2 separate regions of the Sus scrofa genome follow, and region 2 is linked to region 1. The links are chromatin contacts, called in public Hi-C maps. All regions are on one chromosome and are shown on one strand. The core of a region is the stretch at or near the end of the contact, and the rest is flanking DNA. Distances in the headings are between cores, read along the strand shown. Region 1 holds the start of PMPCB (mitochondrial-processing peptidase subunit beta). Region 2 holds the start of DNAJC2 (dnaJ homolog subfamily C member 2).

Evidence for each region. Hi-C and Micro-C count contacts between places; a contact is called where the count stands out from the background.
Region 2: a contact with region 1 is called in a Hi-C map of liver, with 3 times the contacts expected there. The contact joins the promoter of DNAJC2 here to the promoter of PMPCB in region 1. A contact is called at or near these places in 1 of 5 promoter capture datasets (liver), 9 of 47 Hi-C or Micro-C datasets (brain, embryonic fibroblasts, epiblast stem cells and 5 more) and 1 of 2 datasets of contacts at active chromatin or transcription factors (alveolar macrophages).

Annotation. Positions count from the first base shown.
Region 1 is chr9:103,314,483-103,317,512 of Sscrofa11.1, reverse strand. PMPCB (mitochondrial-processing peptidase subunit beta) reads right to left here and starts at 1,352. Exons shown (of 13, transcript XM_003130241.4): 1 at 1,195-1,352; 2 at 71-211. The coding sequence starts at 1,293.
Region 2 is chr9:103,361,286-103,364,091 of Sscrofa11.1, reverse strand. DNAJC2 (dnaJ homolog subfamily C member 2) reads left to right here and starts at 1,493. Exons shown (of 17, transcript XM_005667716.3): 1 at 1,493-1,630. It overlaps PSMC2 (proteasome 26S subunit, ATPase 2), which reads right to left and starts at 1,408. Exons shown (of 12, transcript NM_001245008.1): 1 at 1,274-1,408. The coding sequence starts at 1,343.

The DNA of each region.
Region 1 (3,030 bases), core at 103-2,602:
AAAAGCTTAAATTAAAGTCAGTAATTTGCTCTCTCCTAATGAGAGGTCAAACTGATGCCGAAACACTTACTGTGCATGTTGAGAGCCCAGAGTCTTCAGAGGCCACTCTGAGTCCGTTCTCCAAACAGGTTACTCTCGTTTCAGGAACATTCAGAAAAACTTGTGTAGCAGCCTGTGTACTTCTCAATCTGTTTCCTCCAAAATATAATGACTGGTTGGGGATGGAGGGACGAAGTAAAACATCACTATTGTAACATGAAAGTTGATCAGAAAACCAAATCTATCTCACAAAGACCCTCTCTATAAAGTACTCTTTCCCCCTCAACTTTTATTCCACTGGGATCCACCCACACCTCTGGCCTAGTCTAGGAACATTCCTCAAGCGACCATCGTTATCCAGAGAGAAAACTGCTTTGAATACTTCTCCAAGAAATGTTGAATATTCACTATAGAAGGAACAAGCCAAGGGGCAAGAAAGGGAGAGAAAAATATAAAAATACCTACATAACATTGGTGTAAGGTTCCCACTGTTCAAAAAAAACTAAGTCTTGAAAAAGGCAGAAAAAGAGAAGATAGGAAGAAAGGCTCAAGACACTGGCTGATTGATTTGCTGACTATGGACTACACGCCTGTCCGCAGTCTTTCTTTTCCTTTATACATAAGTTAAAAGTCCCACAAAGTCTAGAGAAAGCCAGTCTCTGAGGAGAAACATACAAACTTTTCCTTTAGCTACCCTGGGGTTCGCAGGAAGCAGAGGTGAGGATAAAGACACTGAGTTTTAGGCAAAAACAGATATCTGGGGAGTGGGAGTGTGTGTGTGAGAGAGGGTGTCCTCACTTTTTGATTTCCCCCAATTTGCAACCACTGAGATTGCAGTAACCAACACGTACTCTTTACAAGAACTTTTGAGTAACTGGGGAAGGGGCCGGCAACCAAAGTCATGTCTCATGTCACTGGCAGGTCACGCACTGCGGGTGACCAAAGCCAGCTCAGCCCCGGCGGGTGACAAGCCTCCCCGGCCACCTGATGACCCCCGTATCCCAGCGGAGGAAGCCACACCCACTGTTGGGGGCGGGGGTGGCAACTCGCGCGGCCGGGCCGACAGCCTACGGCTCAGGGTCGCCGAGCGGAGTCCAGCGGGAGAGGCCCTGGCCTGGTCCCGGGCGGCATCCAGACAAGTGAAGGGAAGCTCACCTGCCTTGCAGGGCCTCCGACCAAGAGCCTCTTGGAGAAACCCCAGAGCCGCTTCCGCACCGCGGGCAAAAACACCGCTCGGGCCGCCGCCGCCGCCATCTCCGCTCTGGACAGTGTGAGGGATGTGTTTCCGGGGTCGTGACCGGAGGTCCCAGACGTGAGGAGGGGACCCACCTAGTGGCCGGGATGGGAATGGCACTCCTCTAAGCGGTTGTGGAAGAAATAGACCTGGATGTGGTGCTGAGCGGTTTCCCTAAATAACAGCAATTTGGGAAGCTGCAGAAACCCCTGTATCAGCAGTTACTTTGATCACCTAAGACGTTCAAGGTACAAATGTAGAAGAGATAAAGGTAACGTGGTGCAACGTATCATGCCATCAGTGGATGAAATTAATCAGAAGAAGTGGAATATGATCCATAACTCACTGTCCATGGAGGAAGCATCTCCTACAGGAGACACGTGGTGAGGGGAAGGAGGTATTAGTGTTGACGCCTAGTCACTCCTCAACACTCGACAGTCTGACTCGTTCCATGCTACAGAAATTGCTCTTGCTGAAGCCGCTAATTGCTGAAAAATGAACACTTCATAGACCTGTAACCTTATCATATAGTCTTACTGGCTTAATTTGACATAAATCTGTATGAATTTTTCTTCCACGTTGATCTTAGAGCTCTTCCTCCTTCTCCTAGTCCCTTCTTCACCTTCTTGGGCAGCTGTTTATTCACAAAGCTCTTAATGAAACTAAAAATAGCAAGCACTGTTCTAAGTGTGCTATTCTTCTTTGGGGGGCCTTGCCCAGGTGTGCAAAAGTTCCCTCACCAGGAATCAAACCTGCCCCACAGCAGCGACAACAAGGGATCCTTAACTCACTGAGCCACCAGGGAACTTCTAATTGTGCTCTTCTCATACTCTTTTTACAGAGGTAGAAACTGGGGTAAAATAACTTGCCCGGGGTCAAGATGCTAATTACAGGCTGTGTGGCTCCAAAGCTTTGCTCTTAAAGTCCATGCCCTTTTACCCTGAAAGTTGGTATTTCCCTGGGTCTGGGCCTCTTCTCCTATTGCACACTCTCCCTGAGGGTTTCCACTTTGACCTGAAGACTTACCCTGTTTACACAGTCAGACCTTTCTCTTGAGCTCCAGGCACATTTAACCATTCAGTGACTAGACAGTTACACTGAAGTATCCCATTGGTGCCTCAATATCAACGTGTCCAAAATGCATTTCACTGTCTTGCCCCTAAGTTGCTTCCTGTATATGCAATGCAAAACAGCCAATGATACTTCCATTCACCAGACCTCCAAGCCAGAAACCTGGATTTCATCCTCAGCTCCCTTTTTTCCACTCTGAACATCCTACCTCTTGAATCTGCTCTAGCCCTACTGTCATAGTTTTTTATCCAAGGCATCTTTTAAGAATGCACCTTTTAGCATGACAGTCCCATTATAAAGAACCCCACAGTAACTTCCCTGGGTCAGGATAAAGTGACAGCAGGCAAACAGTTAGACACAAGCAGAGAAGGGGTGCGTGGGGCCAAATGGCAGGAAACCACACCTCATGCAAATAGCAGGGCCCATGTGTGGATAGAGAAAAGCTGGAACCTCCAGACTAATAGGAAGCCACACCTTTTGGGGTGATAAGTGCCCTAGAGGCAGACAAAGAGCATGAATCTCCAATGCTGGATGTAACCTGTTGCTCATTATGCCCTAACTATAATAAAATTATAATAAAAATTAGTTATGCAGATAACAGGTACCCATCATACACCAACGCCATGACGCTTCTAATAAAACTAAATAAGGACAAAAATCCCTCCTCGCTTTGGGAAGATCAAGCT
Region 2 (2,806 bases), core at 244-2,743, 46 kb before region 1:
GTTAGTCCTAACTGTAGAGAAGAGATAAATCTCTTAATTACAGAATGATAACTCACCCAGAGAAATACACAGATGAAATGTTAAATCTCTGTTTTTCACTAGGTGAATGAGTACCTCTCTCAGTGGGAAAGAGTAAGATGAAAGGAGAGGAAGTGCTCTCTCTGATGGGTGGGTGGAAACTAAGAAAGGGTGCTAGAAGAGGTTGAAAGTATTTAGGGAGGAAAGAGTGAGAGACAAGACAACCAAAAACCACCATAAAAACATTTAAAAAGAGCCTATAAGGGACAAAAGAAAATGGCATAAAGAGGATTCTATAAGAAGGGCTACTGTGAAGAAATCAAGTACAGAAGTGCTGCGGGTCAAGGGTCAAGTGCATAGTCTCTAAGGAGAGTAATCCAGGACTACCTGTAAAGATTACCACTTCATTTCTAAAATTTACCCTACAGCTTGTGTTTGTGCGTGTGGTCAAGGTTATATGAACAAGGTTACTCATTGCTCTATACTGGCCAATAGTTTGGAAGCAAACGAAACGTCCATCAGCGCTGCTGAACACCTAATAACTGGGAATACCATACAGACAACACGGACTCTAAATGATATGAACTTATCCCTAAAGCATACTAAGACGGTCTTAAAAGGCACAGGTAAATCATGTAACACTTATGTAGAAAAATATAAAAGGAATATATAGGCAAACTTGCTTGTATATACATAGCCAATGTCTAGAAAAATAAAGCAAAATGGCAACATCAGTTGCCTTCGTGTGTAAGAGGTAGCTAGGGTCAAGGATGAGACACTTTTCAATCTGTCCTTTCCTGTCCTTAGGGTTTTGAACCATGTGAATTCATGTCAAAGAAATGTTTTTTAAAAAAGAAAACAATGTCTCAGGATCCTGGCAACACAGTGATAGCAGCAAACTGTCACCTGAGGGGGAGGTAAGACAGTAAAGAGGATCCAGCGGGGTTGACCAAGCGCCGCCAGGAGAACATTTCGAGGCCTGCAAGGCCAAGAGGGGTACATGACTTAAAGCCTGAGAGCTAAATATAAGAACTTCGACCAGCTGGAGATGAGTATGGAACTTAGAGCTGGAAGAGGGGAACGGAGAAAACAGGGAGGTCAACCCGGCCGCCGCCCCCAAACTAGATCACTAGCCCCACAAAAGCGACGGAGCGCCAAGCCCGGAGCAGGAATCCAGCCCCCACACCCCACCCCTCACCCCGGGGACCAAGACTGGTCCCGCCCCGGCCCGGAGCTCCAGCCGGCGTAAACTGACCTCGGATGGGCTTATCGTCCTTCTCATCTTCTTTGGTTTTCCGCTGATCGGCACCGAGGTAGTCCGGCATTTTAGGAGCTCCAAGTGCCTCGGGACCCGTGTGATTACACAGCACCTTCCTCGTTTCCGGTGGTGCCCTCCCTCTCCCTTCCCCACCGGAAGTAAAGCTGGATCTGCGGGCCCTTTTACAGCCGCGCCAGGCGGAAGAGCGCTCTGGACCCGCGCTGGCTTCAGATCGCAGTTAATGACAGTACGTGGGATTTCCTGTTGGAAGGAAGCGTTGGTCTAAGGTCTAACCTGGTCCCGCACCATGGGCAGTTCCCCGAGCAACAGATTTCAAGACCAACTCAGGCTCAGGTGCTGAGTTTAAATCCTGCTTTAATCATTTACTCTGTACTCTTGGGTAATTTCTTGAATTTTGGTGTTAATTTCCCCGTGAACTCACAGCATTGTGGGTGCATAAAATAACAGTGTGAAGTACGTAGCATAATTAGTTACGCGATGAGTACGGGCTAGATTTACAAATAGAGTGAAGGTAAATAGGAGTTGTTCATTAATTTGATGTTAACAAGGGATGAGAAAGTAGGTGGTTTCAATTTTTGAGCCTGCTGCCATACAGTGATAACGATGGTCAGGGTAAAGAGCAGGTTTTGAAAGAAATTAATTTGGAAGATGAGGAATGGAAGAGAGCAGTTAGGAAACAATTGTAGAATTTAGAAATGAAAACAGTAATAATAATGAAAAGCCTGACCCTTCTGTACACAGTCCGTAGAGTAAAAATGCAACCCACAGGATGGGAGAAAATATTTATAACTCATATATCTGGCAATAGGTTAATATCCAGAATACATAAATAAGTAAAACTCAATAACAAGAAAACAAACAATTGGTCTTTTTTCAACAAACAGTGTACTTGAATGGACATCTCTTCAAAGAAGTTATACAAGTGCTTAATAAGCACATGAAAAGATGCTCAACATCACTAGACCCTGGGGGGTTGCAAATCAAAACCGTGAGATACCACTTTTTACCCATTAGAGTGGCGACTACCCGAAGAAAAAAGTGTTGGGAGGATGTGGAGAAAATGGAAACCTTGTGTACTGCTGGTGGGAATATAAAAAGGCGTAACCACTATGGAATACAGTATTGCAATACCTCAAAAAGTTAAAAATAGAATTATCAAATGAACCAGCACTTCTAGTTCTAGGTATATACACAAAATAATTGAAAGCAGGGTCTCAAAGAGGTATTTGTTCTTCCATGCTCACAGCAACATTATTCACAACAGTCTAAATGTGGAAGCAACCCAGGCAACAGATGAATGGAAAAATAAAATGTGCACACAATGGACTGTTATTCCCAACCCTAAAAAGGAAAGAAATTCTGACATATTATAATTGTTAAGACATGATCCTGAGTAAATAAGTCACAAAAAGATCACTGGTGTGTGATTTCACTTATATGAGGTACCTATAGTAGTCAAATTCACAGAAATTTAAAGTAGAATGACGGTTGCTAGAAGGGAGGTGGAAA